Linked DNA regions of Ovis aries: region 2 is linked to region 1. The links are chromatin contacts, called in public Hi-C maps. All regions are on one chromosome and are shown on one strand. The core of a region is the stretch at or near the end of the contact, and the rest is flanking DNA. Distances in the headings are between cores, read along the strand shown. Region 1 overlaps LOC132659818 (a long non-coding RNA gene). Region 2 holds the start of SEMA6A (semaphorin 6A).

The links. Hi-C and Micro-C count contacts between places; a contact is called where the count stands out from the background.
Region 2: a contact with region 1 is called in a Hi-C map of omental adipose tissue, with 3 times the contacts expected there. The contact joins the promoter of SEMA6A here to the enhancer-like site in region 1.

Annotation. Positions count from the first base shown.
Region 1 is chr5:34,675,671-34,683,234 of ARS-UI_Ramb_v3.0, forward strand. The region is part of intron 2 of LOC132659818 (a long non-coding RNA gene); the gene reads right to left. Among named protein-coding and RNA genes, the nearest start is that of SEMA6A, 350 kb to the right of the region's middle. Within about 2 kb of position 4,456, at least 8 of the 54 cell types and tissues checked have an H3K27ac peak or open chromatin away from gene starts, as enhancers often do.
Region 2 is chr5:35,027,289-35,034,852 of ARS-UI_Ramb_v3.0, forward strand. It overlaps SEMA6A (semaphorin 6A), which reads left to right and starts at 3,477. Exons shown (of 20, transcript XM_042250334.2): 1 at 3,477-4,087.

The sequences.
Region 1 (7,564 bases), core at 3,206-5,705:
GAAGGAGGTCCATGTGACACGGAGGAGAAACTCAGGGCCTCAGAGAACTTCTTATCAGGCAGCGTAACTCTGTCCTAGGGCAGGGAGTGGGGAACCTTATTTGAGACTGACTCATGGAGTCAGAGCTTAGAGACACAGCTAGGAGGAGAGATTTCCAACTGAGGACTGCCAGCAAGCTCCAATCACTCAAACTCCTTTATCTCAACACTTCTTTTTAAAAATTATCAAGCCTCCTCAAAGAGAAATTTTACATGGGCTCTTTCTTAGCATTAACCATGTGCTTAAGTTGCTCACTCATGTCCAGCTCTTTGTGACCCCATGGACTGCAGCACATCAGGCTTCTCTGTCTATCACCAACTCCCAGAGCTTGCTCAAACTCCTGTCCATCGAGTCAATGATGTCATCCAACAGTCTCATCCTTTGTCGTCCCCTTCTCCTACCTTCAATCTTTCACAGCATCAGGGTCTTTTCTAAGGAGTCAGTTCTTCACATCAGGTGGCCAAAGTATTGGAGCTTCAGTATCAGTCCTTCCAATGAATATTCAGGATTCATCTCCTTTAGGGTTGACTGGTTTGATCTATCCAAGGTCACACTCAAGAGCCTTCTCCAACACCACAGTTCAAAAGCATCAATTCTTTGGCTCTCAGTTGAGGCCAAGTCTCACATCCATACATGACTACTGGAAAAAACCATAAGCTTTCACTAGACAGACATTTGTTGGCAAAGTAATGTCTGTTTTGTAATATGCTGTCTAGGCTGGTCATAGCTAGTCTTCCAAGGAGCAAGTGTCTTAATTTCATGGCTGCAGTCACCAACTGCAGTGCTTTTGGAGCCTAAAAAAATAAATTCTGTCACTGTTTCCCCATCTATTTGCCATGAAGTGACAGAAGCAGATACTATGACTTTAGTTTTTTGAATGTTAAGTTTTAAGCCAGCTTTTCCACTCTCTTCTTTCATTTTCATCAAGAGGCTCTTTTGTTCTTTGCTTTCTGCCATAAGAGTGGTATCATCTGCATATCTGAGATTATTGATATTTCTCCCAGTAATCTTGATTCCAGCTTGTGTTTCATCCAGCCTGGCATTTCACATGATATGCTCTGCATATAAGTTAAATAAGCAGGGTGACAATATACAGCCTTGACATATTCCTTTCCCAATTTGGAACCAATCTGTTGTTCCATGTCCTATTCTAACTGCTGCTTCTTGACCTGCATACAGATTTCTAAGGAGGCAGGTCAGGCAGTCTGGAATTTCTATCTCTTGTAGAATTTTCCAGTTTGTTGTGATCCACAGAGTCAAAGGCTTTGGTATAGTCAATGAAGCAGAAGTAGATGTTTTTCTGGTATTCTCTTGCTTTTTCAATGATCCAACAGATGTGGCAATATGACCTCTGGTTCCTCTGCCTTTCCTAAATCCACCTCCAACTCTGGAAGTTCATGGTTTGTGTACTGCTGAAGCCAGGCTTGGAGAATTTTGAGCATAACTTTGCTAGCATGTGAGATGAGTGCAATTGTGCTGTAGTATGAACATTCTCTGGCATTGCCTTTCTTTGGGACTGGAATGAAACTGACTTTTTTCAGTCCTATGGTCACTGCTGAGTTTTCCAAATTTGCTGGCACATTGAGTGCAGCACTTTAACAGCATGATCTTTTAGGATTAAGCTCTATAGCACCTGTGAGTTTGAAATGCCTACTTTTTAATGAATTTCCCAATCACCATTTTGATTAAAATTACTTTGAGGATAGATATTCAATTATATTAAAGTCATTTTTGGCATTTAAAGAGTTGATCTAATGTTCTCACTGGAGAACAAATGCAGTAAATATAGAAAATAATACAGTAAAATCATAAGAAACATTGTATAATATCCAACTAGACATGCATTCCCAGAACAAACCCTTGGTAATGGATGTATGGTATTAAGACACTCTCTTTCTTTGAAGGACTACCTCTTCCCCATTCCATGTTATTTTAACTGTTGCCAGTAGAGAAGGACACAGAGACAAAGCCTAGAAAACAATTAGGTGGGCCTTTGACTGTGTGGATCACAATAAACTGTGGAAAATTCTGAAAGAGATGGGAATACCAGACCACTTGACCTGCCTCTTGAGAAACCTATATGCAGGTTAAGAAGCAACAGTTAGAACTGGACATGGAACAACAGACTGGTTCCAAATAGGAAAAGGAGTACGTCAAGGCTGTACATTGTCATCCTAATTGTTTAGCGTATATGCAGGTATGAGAAACACTGGGCTGGAAGAAGCACAAGCTGGAATCAAAATTGCTGGGAGAAATATCAATAACCTCAGATATGCAGATGACACCACCCTTATGGCAGAAAGTGAAGAGGAACTAAAAAGCCTCTTGATGAAAGTGAAAGAGGAGAGTGAAAAAGTTGGCTTAAAGCTCAACATTCAGAAAATGAAGATCATGACATCTGGTCCCATCACTTCATGGGAAATAGATGGGGAAACAGTGGAAACAGTGTCAGACTTTATTTTGGGGGGCTACAAAATCACTGCAGATGGTGACTGCAGCCATGAAATTAAAAAACGCTTACTCCTTAGAAAGAAAGTTATGACCAACCTAGACAGCATATTGGAAAGCAGAGACATTACTTTGCCAACAAAGGTCCATTTAGTCAAGGCTATGGTTTTGCCAGTGGTCGTGTATGGATGCGAGAGTTGGATTGTGAAGAAAGCAGAGTGCAGAAGAATTGATGCTTTTGAACTATGGTGTTGGAGAAGACTCTTGAGAGTCCCTTGGACTGCAAGGAGATCCAACCAGTCCATTCTGAAGATCAGTCCTGGGTGTTCATTGGAAGGAATGATGCTAACGCTGAAACTCCAGCACTTTGGCCACCTCGTGAATAGTTGACTTATTGGAAAAGACTCTGATGCTGGGAGGGATTGGGGGCAGGAGGAAAAGAGGACGACAGAGGATGAGATGGTTGGATGGCATCACCGACTCGATGGACGTGAGTTTGAGTGAACTCCAGGAGATGGTGATGGACAGGGAGGCCTGGCGTGCTGCGATTCATGGGGTAGCAAAGAGTCGGATATGACTGAGCGACTGAGCAAAAGATTTAAAAGAATTCCTCTGTGATAGCACACAGTTTAAATCTTTTCAAGGCTTTTTAAAAAATATTCTCATCATTTTCAGGATTATTTGTCTACAGTTTAAACTTTCTAGGAAAATGCAAATAAAACTAAGAAAAAGTTTTTAATCTAAGTTTTATATAAAGTCCCCTATTTTTGTATAGATTCTTGATATCTTCTCTAATTGTAGGTGTTTCATATTTCTCCTTCCTAATTAGGTATTTGGGCATTCTTTTCCTTGATTAGATGAGCTAATGACTTAATGATACAAGATCCAATTGTTTCATTGTAAAAATGCTTAGGTACAATACTATTTTTCTCCTAATTTATCGTAAGCTTAATTTGTTCTTAATCAGTTTCTTTGACCTGCATGGTTAATTCTTTGATTGATATTTAATCTCCTCTCCTGAGAATCATCTTGACAACTCCACCCCCATAAAACCTAGTTCCACCCATATTCCACTAGCTCTTTTCTAACTTTTTCTTTAGAAAATTGATCCTTTCAGCTGGCATAGTTAATGCTCTCCTCATTATTTTTTTCCTGTGGTTAGTTCGAAAGAACATTTCTTAATTCTTTCAGAAAATCATTCAGCCAGGCACCAACCTTAACAGAAACACAGATGGATCAAATAGGCCACCTTGGATTCAAACCCTGCACGATCCGGAAAATAGCTCCAAGAAATATACAAATAATTCTGTCCAAGTAGAAGCCAATTTGAGACTTAGGAAGGAAAGCTAAGATCCTTGCTAAAATATCTTACATCACTTCACTTCGGGTACTGGGTTTAATTAATCCTACAAATTTATTGAATTAAATGTCCATTAATCTGTCTTTAATAGTGAAATTGCCAAAATGCCTCAATCTGTTAATGGAAAAAATTACACCAACACATTGAACAGAAAACCAAGGATCTGTTCAAGGAAAAATTGTTTTTGTAAGAATTAAATATGAAATATTCGACCATTTCTAAGAGGCATTACAAAATCAAGGGGAAAAAAAAAAAAAACTTTAAAACAGTTTTAGCTTCTATGAAAGAGTATTTATAATAGCTATGGTTTTCCCAATAAAATTCTGCAGGAGACAGGTCTCTAATGTAAACGTATGGCTCCCTGCAAGTTCCAAGGGAAAAAAACAAAAAGCTTCAAGGTTTTGTACTATTGTCTGTACCCTGATATAATTATCAAAACCATAAGAGTTTTCAGTCAGTTGACTTGGGATTGCTAAACCACAAGGTTTTGTAATATATTCAGATGATTTCCAAAGAAGCATTTCCAGGATATTGTGTCATTAATACAAGGGGTAAAGTGTCCCCAGAAGGCCTCTGACGAGACAGATCATAACTTCTTCAGAGAGCCATTCTAGTCTAATCTGCTGGTGATCCTGAGATTGTACGCCTGCGCCTGAGGATGGGCAGTCTGAGAGAAGGGCCATGACTGAACTGGATTTCTTTTGTCATGACACCAAGTGGAGTTCATCTGTTCTTGCTTTCTGTTTCAAATAACGGAGAGGAAATTATTCGGCTCTGGACAAACTTCTACCCACTCCTAAACTCCTCTGTGATTACAGCTGAACAAAAAAATTCATCCTCCCTCTCACAGAACAAGACTGCTGTCTCCTGTTCCTGGGTATTCAACAGCTGCTGTCTGCTGTGCCAGGGGAGAGGGCTGCCATTCAGAGATTAATTGAAGTAATTTCCCTGGAAACAGAAGAACTTGTGTGGCTAAGTCGGCCTGCAAGGGCCAGATGAACTTGGTAAAATCATACCCACCCTTCATTTACTTACAATAGAATCTTAGAAATCTTCCAACCCAGGGTGCATCTTGGTAATATTTTCAAGGCACATTCTCCATAGTATATTTGATTTGAGGTTACTATTTTCATTTTAGATATAAGAAATCATAACTCCAGAAATAAATGAATGACTCAAAGTCACTGTTAGTTTCAAGACCAGTAGTAGGCCTGCAAGTATCAAAGCACATGCCTTTTCAATAGCATCTAAATGACAGAGCTACGCAGATGAGGAGCAACTAGAAAAGGAACCAACCAGTACAGTCTTTTCTCAATTAGCTCAGAGAACACAGGTCTTAGGTTCATTTCCTTTCCTCCCCATCCTTCAAATTCAAAACTCTTTCTCCCAGCTCCAGGGTCTTCTGTACAAAAGGCTATCATTACAAAACATTTTCTTTTTCTAGTTTCTTATTTAAATATGTCTATTTGAAGAATAACAAACGATAGCATTTACTGAGTGCTTAGTGTGTTAGGCATTGTTGTGATCGCTTTGTATTTATCATCTACTAGGTTAGCCAAAAAGTTCGTTCAGGTTTTTCCATATGATGGTATAGAAAAACCCAAATGAACTTTTTGGCCAACCCAATATTTTAATTTCCCCAATAACCCTAAGTGACACAGTAACCCCCATGTGAAAGGATAGGGAATCAAGGCAGAAAAGCTGCCTTAAGAAGCTCACAAAGATGGGAGGTGCTAATGTTGAGATTTGAACTTAGATGAGATTTGGACTCAGATTCAGCTCTGGGATTTATGGCTGGGCGGGGTACATTTAGGAATAAAAGAAGGACAGGAAGGGAGGGAGAGATTAGAGAGAGTTAAAGAAGGACAAAGCCAAGTGCAGACCAGAGGAGCAGCACTACCTAATCTAACAATTTATATTATAAACTTATATTGTTAACAATAACAAAAAGACTGTTGGAGAGTTGGGAAGATTAGATTTCTAAAGCTAGACTTTGTTGTTGTTGGTACTTCAACACAATTGTTTTTTGGTTTTTTGTGTGTGTTTTTTTTTTTATTTCTCTGTGTTACTCTGGTATTCAAATATTGGAACCAGGACTCAGAGTCTATCAAAATGCAGTCAACTAGCCATTATCTAAAAGATAGTAGGGGCTTGTCACAACCTCCTTTTAGAAAGAACAAGTTTTACCTCAAATATGGAGTTTGTTTGTATAAGTGATAAAAAGAATTAATTACCACCATCTACCAAAAAAAAAAAAAACCAGAAACAACGGAAAAATTGTGTTTTGAAAACTTGGCAGCTGAAACCATAAAGATACATTCTTCCTTGCTTCCGAGAAGGCAACCTCCTTATTCAATGCAATTATTTGTGCTTAGATGCATGAAATACCCATCAGTCTCACTTGATCGCTTTCAGAAGTAAAGGGCAAGGCCAGAGCGAGGCTGACAGCACAATGGTCTTGTCCAGCAGCAGCCAGGACTGAGTCCAGGCGATTATGAAAATCAGTATGAATACTAAAAGTTAGGTGCAAGAGGTCCTAGACCAAAGTGGTTAATATGATGGGAGACTCAAACAGCTGCTTGTTCACATAAGTGTAACCTAGATGCCAGCTCGTTTTCTGACCAGAAGGTTTCTGCAACCCCTCTGACTTCCCTGCCCTTCTCAATTCTAGCTTCAAGACTGTACTCTATAGATATTTACATCAATACTCCTTTCTTTAAACTTGTGGCTTCTTTCACCCTTCCCCTCCACTCTGCATCAGATGTAGACAACTTAGTTCTCACACACATCAACACACACAGATGCCAAAAGCACTTCTATGTAGTACACATTGCTAAAGGCTTGGGCAAACAGGTGGATTTATTTCCTAGCAACTAAAATAAAATCTACAAGTTCTCCAGCCACCTCACCATGTTGTCATCTACTTTCCCCTTATTCCCAGTCCCTTCACCAAAACTCTCCCCCCACACCCTCATCCTTCCAAATCCCTGCTTAATTTGCATGAACAGCATATTAGCAATCATACTATCTGTAATTTACATGTCAAGGGACTCAAAGTTATTTTGGAATTTGTATTTTCTAAACAAAGACAGACCCCCACCTAGTGTTCAGACCAACACTAGGTGGGGGTCTGTTACCTTCACCATCAGTTTTACTTACCCAGGGTCAGGAAGATCCCCTGAAGTAGGAAATGGCAACCCACTCCAGTATTCCTACCAGGACAGCTCTATGGGCAGAGGAACCTGGTGGGCTACAGTCGGTGGGTTTGCAAAGAGTCGGACACAACTGAGCATGCATGCACACAAGGTCAAGTTGTCTCCTGATTTTTCCTCTCATTTGCTGAATCCTCTTCTTTCTGACCCCCAAATATCAGAAGGACACCAGGGTTCAGTATTTTGACTTAATTTTCTATTTATACTCTATTCCACTCTTTCTTATGAAGTCTCAGGACTTTAAATGACAAATATAATATTTGGGAGTCAATAGTTCATCTCCAGATTTCATCTCTTCATGACCACTGATTTCTATACCCAGTGATGTCCCCTGCATCTCTCCTGGATGTCAAGTGATGTGAAGTGAAGTTGCTCAGTCGTGTCTGACTCTTTGCGACCCTGTGGACTGTAGCCCACCAGGCTCCTCTGTCCATGGGATTCTCCAGGCAAGAATACTGGAGTGGGTTGCCATTTCCTTCTCCATGGGATCTTCCCGACCCAGGGA
Region 2 (7,564 bases), core at 2,227-4,726, 350 kb after region 1:
AAGACACTAACTTCCCTTCATGATACTAACTTCACTTTGTGATAACAGCCTATTTGTACGAACTGTACTTCTCATGTAACTTTCAGGAACATCCACATGGAGTTGAGCAGTAAGTAAGCACCAGCAGACATTTCCTCCAAATTCACTACTCCATTCTGTGGTAAAGCTGCTGTGGTTTAGCCGCTAAGCTGTGTGCCTTTTGAGACCCCTCAGACTGTAGCCCGCCAGGCTCCTCTGTTCATGGGACTTCCCAGGCAAGAATACTAGAGAGGACTGCCATTTGCTTCTCAGGGGAATCTTCCCAGACCCAGGGATGGGATCCACCACTTCCACACTGACAGGTGAGTTATTCACCACTCAGCCACCAGGGAGGCCAGAGGTATTAGCAGAGATCAGATCAAATAGCTAGATGTGATCTTTAAAAGAATCCTGAGTGAGTTCGCCTTTTCATTTCCTCTTCCTCCATCATACTTCTTCCAGGTGATGTGGGGGAAAGCAGGTGTGGTCTCTTGAGCACTGAAGAGGAGTTATGATGGGCTAGCTCCCAGCACTGACACAAAGCAAGCCCCTTCTTTCCTCCGCCTCCGTCTGACCCCTGTGAAACGGTGGTGGGAGGTTTGAAGTGGAGGATGGCAAGGATGACCATGATGCTAGTTAATCTTTATAGATGCTAGTTAACCTTTATCTCTACACCCCCGCGGTTTACACTCTCCATCTCATTTAAATCACACAATCCCTGGGAAGAAAGTAATAGCGAATCCCCATTAACAAGTGAATCCACTGCTCCAGAAAAATTAGTGACTGCCCCCAAGGTCACCACCAGCTAGTAAGTTACCTAAAAACATCTGGCCTCCAGAGACTAAGGCTGTTCTCACTCCAGGCCACTTAACTACTAAACAGTCCAGGATTTCTTCTAGTCCTAACGCTTGGTGATTCTTTAACTCCCATTAACTTTCTTTCCCTGAAGGGACAGGGTAGACAGCAGACTTCAAAGGCTCTGGAAAGGCAGGGTTTTACTTAAAAGTTAAGGCAGACTTCTGGGAGTCAGTCCGCGGAGCGCAGAAGGGGAAATGACGTCATGAGGTTTCTCAGGGCAGCTCCCCACAGGTGCTACCCCGAGGGCTTCAGGCAGAGACACAATAGCTGGCTTTTCTGCCAGCTCCCAGGGAGCATCTCTCCCCTGGCAGGTGGAAATGTCATCTCACCTGGTCAGGACCACGGGTGCCTAATTGGATGGTGAGACTCCAGATTCTAGTCCTTGCCAGGAAGATTCTGGGCGGTATTTCTCAGCCACGCAAAAAGTTAACTCAAATTCTTTTCTTCCTGTATTCTCTAATTTTAAATTACGTAAATTTAATCTCTTGCTTCTTGGCTCAGCATTACTGCAAATTAAACATGCAAATATTAATAATGAAAATAATTCCTCTTTAAAAACGTATCTTGAAAGTCGATGTGGGGCATTTCCAATATATCCATAAAACAAACAAGACAGTTTAATTGTTTGTTTCTCCAAGGGAAGAAGCTAAACCCGGAATTAATTTGGTTCAGCCTGTGAAACAATTCGTTTGCTCTGCCTCATTCTGCCAATTAAAGAACTTTTCCCAGACACAATTAGCATGTAAACCAGGGGCAGAAAAGGAAGAAGGGGCCTCTGCGATCCCGCCCGGATGGAGACTGCCGGCGGAGAACCCCGGGGACGTCTTGGGCCAGACATGAGGGACCGCGCCAGGGACGCACCGACGAGCTCGGGATTGAACGTCGAAATCATGGGCGTTAAATAGTCGCGGCAGAGGATTGAGCGGTCACGGCTAGCCGGGATCCTTCCCCCGTGCCCGGACTGGATTCGAAAGGGATGTCCGCGAACCAGTCGCCATCCGAACCGCAGAAGCGCGCAGACAAGCCCGCCGCCCCCACGCCCCGGCCTCTCCGGGAGCTGGCGCCTCGTGAGGCGGGGGCTGCGCGCGCACCTACGGCCGGGGCACCCCAGCCCCCACCACCGCGGATCTCTAGCGGCTTTTGCCTGCGAAAGGTGGGGATAGCGGCCCCTGCTGGCAGTTTTGGCGAACAGCAGGGAGACGGACCTTTTTCCCTCAAACCATTTTCCTCACCTTTTCTACATGGTTTGTGGACAATATCGATACTGTTCTCACGAGTGCACTTATTTTATTCTTCATGAGCCCTCATTAGCATGCTTGTGCGTATTTTAGTTGCCTGTACGAAAGACAAAAAAAAAGGGGGGGGGGGGGAAGGGGGTGTTATTAGTGGCCCTAGCCCCAGTTAGGGAACAGGTACAGTTTCTAATGCATTTATTTAAGGGCACTCGGCCTAAGGGGGACTGAGACCCTGATCTCCTTCCCAGTGCTTTCCTCGGCCGACCCCATAACTAGTAAATAGTGATCGGAGAACTGCTTGACCGCTCGCGCGAACCAAGTGAGAAGCCCCCTGGGGTGGGGGTGGGGGGGGCGGGGAACAACGTGCTTCTTTACGGTCTTTGCGCCAGCAGGCAGGGAGCGCGCAACGGCCGGGACAGGGGGACGTCGTGTGGCCTGCCCAGTGGGCACAAGCCTTGTAACTGTAGGACTTTGGGGCTACTTAACTTTCAAGCGAACGGAGGAAGGCTGTGTCTTCCATTCTCCTCCTGATGGTAACACAAAAACGCCTTGGAAGAAGTTGCGATTTAGTTATTCCATGAAGCTGCTGGATACTCATTGGGATTGTGTGTTATCTCTGAAGTTTACATAATTATTTCTAAGAACAGTGTACACAGTTTCTAAGTTTAAAAGCTGATAGTCGCTACCAGCATTCCTTGCACTATAGTTAATTTGCTTACTTAACATGCTTTATTAACGTGTGCTGTATGTACGTTAACTAATAGCTGAGTTCATATCGTCGAAGTGAATTTTTAAGTGTACCGGTTTCTATCCAACTCATCTGGGTGCGCAGAGCGTCCGTCACTTCTGGAATTTACCTCTTGATATAGTAATCAGAAAGGCTCCCCGTTCACTTACCCTCATCCTTTAAAACTTTTCCATTTAAAAAAATCGATGAACAAATCCTTTCTTGTAACTTGCTCCTGCACTACGTCTATTTTTATTTATATTTTTGATTTGGCAGGGCTCGGCAATGCTGTCCAAGATTTTTTCCCCCCAGCAAGAACAAATGCGGGGGTGAGGGGAGGCATAGGCTGGGCTTCTGCGGGTGTCGCCTCCGCCGGGACCTCCACCGAACGCGCCGCGGGCGGGCAATAGTGGTGGAAGGAAGCGGCGCTGACCAGTCGGTCAAGGCTCCACCTGCGGCCACAGCGCGTAGTTTCTCCCTCCGCCTCGCTCGCTCCGGTTCACACACAGAGACCGCAGCCCTCCTTCGGGTCGGAGAAGACGCCAGCCAAAGTAGGCGGGGTTGCAGGAGGAGAGTCCGCTTTGCGCAATCCAGTCCGGGACTTGGCTCCGCCCTGGAGCGGCGGCCTCTCCAGTGACAGAGGAGTAGTGAGCGGCACGGGGTGAGGCTGCAGCCAACTCCGCTCCCCGCGCACTCGGCTGCCCAGGCGCTCCGGACGCAGCAGCAGCGCTTCTCCGCGGAGCCGACTGCCCGCGATGCCCGCTTAGGAGCGGCGGTAGCGTCCGGCACCGCCACACCCGCGGCGTAGCGCTCCCGCTCGTGAAGCGGGGCTAGAGCGCGCACCCCTGCCCCAGCCCCCACCCCGCCCCCCACCCTGAAATGACTTGTTAATCGGCGCAAACACCACCGAAGGGACTCGCCGGAGTGGAATCCAAGTGAAATTTGGATTTGGAGAAGACTTTCTTGAACATTTCCTCCTTTCTTGTTGGTTTTTTTTCTCTCTTTTTTCATCTCCCCTTCTCCGCCTGTCATTGGAAATGAATACGGCGCGTTTGCATCCCAGAAAGTAGTCGCTGCGACTGTACCCCCACAGAGACGAGCACCCATGTAGGAATGACAAAGGCTTGCGAAGGAGAGAGCGCAGCTCGCGGCCCGGAGAGATCCCCTCGATAATGGATTACTAAATGGGATACACTCTGTACCAGTCCGCTCCGAGCCCCGGCAGCCTGCCCGTCGATGCACCGAAAAGGTACGGCTGGGGCGCCCTGGTGCGCCCCACCTCCCGGGCGGTTCCACTCCCTCCTGCGGGTCCCGGGGCCGTGGTCCGCACACCGTCTCGGCTTTGTGGTGCTCGCGTTTTATTTTGTCTTGTGTCTGTCTTCCGAGCGTTGCCCGGCCCTGGGGGAGCAGTCGCGAGCCCTGTCCGCCGCTCCTCTCCGCCCTGCGCCCCAGAGACCTCCGGGCTCCGCGTTGTGAGCTTCCCCACTCGCGTCGCGCACACGCCAGGCGCCGCCCGGGACCCCAACCGCGCGGATAGCTGCCTGGCCCTGGGAGGTGTGTGCAGTATCCCTGAGGGCTCGTCCTCACTTTCGGGCCAGCAGGCAGCAGAGAGGCCAAGAAAGGGTGAGATTCTCGGAAGCGCCCGGTCCTGGTGCGAAGGCAGGGGAAGGGGTTCTACCCTCGAGGGCTGGAGGAGGTTCGGTCCAAGAGCGCTGTTTTCGCTCGACACTAGGTTTGGGTTCGAGGTGGGAGGAGGGGTTCCACAGACACGGGGAGATGGGGGGCGGGAAGCAAAGAGAGTCTTTTGTTGTCGGCGCGGGGTCGGGGCTGGGCTCAGTGGAGTGCGGGAAACTTGCAATGGCCCTGGCACCCGCGCACCCTGCCACTTGGTGACATCCCGGCTCCCGCGGCCGCTGGGCACCAGAGGTTCCGGGCTTTGTTTGCTCGAATGAGTGGCCTCCTCCCGGTGTGGCGCGGCTTCCCCGCCCTGGGTCCTATTCCCCGCCGCAGCTCCCTCCTGGGCGGCGAAGACAGCATCTGTAGCCTCTGCGTCCCCCTCGGGCTCAGAACCCCGTGTCGGGGGCTGGCGCCCGCTGAGCCCTCTTCCAAATACTACGTGGTCCCTCTTTGGAAAGGAGGTGTCCCGGGAGGGGGAAGGGTGGGAAGACCTGGCTAGAAATGGCTCAGTACTTGCTAACCAGACAAGACCTCTGCAGGGGCCCCGGGTTCTCGATTGTCCGGACTACTTGCTGCGTCTAGAGCGCTGCCTCGCTGGCAGTGGGGCGCTCCACTGCCAACCCAGCCCGACAGCGCCCACCCACTCTGCATGACCCCGCTGGGATGGGAAGTGTCTCTCCCCCCTCTCCCAGATGCTCTGCTTTTTTTCTCGGCTCCCCACCGTATTACACGGTGCATAGCAGGATCCCGTAGTCCGTTCCCTCCTTCCACGACCGGAACGGCACAGGGGGAGCCAGGGAGCAGTCCTAGCCTAGACTTGCGGGTATCGGGAAAGGAAACAGGATTCCGCTGTCTTTCCCGCTCCCTCGCCGCCACCACCCTCCGCCCAGCGTCTCCCCCTCTCCTTTTTTTACCCCCCCCTGCACGGGGTCACTCGACCAGGCACTTCTTAAAAGTTTCTCTGAAAGCCAGGGATGGGGGGCACGACCGATTTCGGGCTCAGCACGTGCAACCCGCGGGAAAACGAACCCCCGGGGAGGTGGACAGACCGCCCAGGATATGGCTAGGAGGCAGGAGCCAGGAGCCAACCCTTCGGAGAGTGGCACCTCAGCCGATGGTCAGCTTGGTTGGGGTCGCGGTGCGGCACTTGCTGGACTGGTCTCTCAAGCAGTCGAACAAGGGGAGGGCGTGGGGAGGGGCGAGAAGGGGAAGTTTCCCAGCAGGACTCGGAAGCTGGTCCGGCCACTGTGGACAGCGGCTGGCGCGAGGGTGCGTATCGACACCGGCCGGGGATCGCTGGCTCCAAGCACAGCATCTCCAGTGTCCTGCACCCAGCTCGCCGTTTTCCAGCCGGCGGGTGTTCAGGGAGGAGCAGAGCCGGGAGTCAGGTGTGCGTGAAGCCAGGGAGGCCCCGCTGTTTTCGCAGCCAAGGCAAGCACTTCCAAGGGGCCTCCCCGTGCCTGTATTGCAAGGAGCAGCCCCTCCAGCCAGTCCGCGTCGGTCCTTGGGAGAAAGGCGGCTGCTTAATGAATGTGGTCACCAGAGGAGATCACGGTGGGATCGTGGGATCGCTCTCTGCTTGGGCTGGATGGAAATTAAGTAGCAGCTGAGTGTGATCCATGAAAGGCTGAAAACACAGGCGTGTGAACACACACACACGTACAGACACAGACTCTCTCACATGTACGCCCAACTTTCTTTGCCTCCAATCTGAAAAGACGTTTAACCATCAGCGGCAGTGTCCTGCCAGCAGGTCTCAGGAAAGCTATTTAATGCCCCCCAGCGCTGACTCTTAAGTCTTTCCGGGTAGGAAGGTCGAGTGCCTTTGCCTTGCCTTTCTCTAATCCTGATAATTGTCTGGTCTTCTTTCAACATACCTCTTGGGCATTAAGTCCATAGACTGCCATTCTGATGACAGCGAGACGATTGTTGGTTCCAGATAATATGAATCTTTATTAAGATTTTTTTTCCCCCAAAGTAAAGATGCTGGTACATATTTCTGAATAGAACATCTGATTTTTCACACCCTTTCCAAATGACTACAGAGGTCAAGATTGCAAGTATTTTGTATGGTTTTTTAGTACCCTTTTAGTCTGCATGGAGCAGTTTTTATAGTAAGCTTTGATTAAACTACTCCAGGCATCAAAGTTAATTATTAACCTAACCTTAAATATAGTGGCAACACTGTGTGTCGCCACCTATTAACCTAAACTATCTGTTAAAAAATAATTGCACTATTTGAATTTGGCTTACCCATGCTTGTTTATATGGTAACTTTTATTTGACTCTTGAGTAACCACTACTCTCTATTATGTTGGTTTTAGGACCTTCTTAAATGAGGTGCTTTGCAAGCCAATCTGAAAGCAGAAATGAATAACCATCAGATTTAAACCTTTTTTGTGTTAGGCATTCTAGTTCATTTTTCTTATCTACCCTGTGATGGCAATCTTCCCTAAATGTTCTGTTTTGCAGTTATTACCCTTTAGAGATGGGCCACAGTCTCATAATGCATTTAATGTTCAACAGACACCTAAGATCATTATCTCAGGGGCTACTTGCAAAGTATACTCATTGGATAAAACCATCTAAGTTTAAATAAGTTAAAATTTCATAAGAACCAGTATAGAAACTCAAGTAAATGTTGAATGAGTAAAGGAAAGAAACAGTCCCAAATGGGTCATGTGTCTCCACTTGAAGGAGACCTGGGCACGTTTTTTTCCCTGCAGTGAAAAAGAAAAAAAAATCTGTGCCTTTAAGTAAGTGGTTATAATAAAGTGGCAGTAAGTGCAACTCTTTATTTACACACACAGACACACACACACAGACATACACCCCTCAAGTTCTTTCAAAGTCTAGTGACTGCTTTTCCCATCATTAAAAAAATATAGCATTTGCATTTCGAGGAGGTGGATAAGATCGCCAGCCAAGTGTGTTGAATCAGAAGGATGGCAAGAATTAGGAAGACTGCTATCATCATTGAATACAAATAAGACACCCAAATTAAGAACTTGTATTAAATTCGGAATAAATCTTCCTGCTTTTAAAGGCT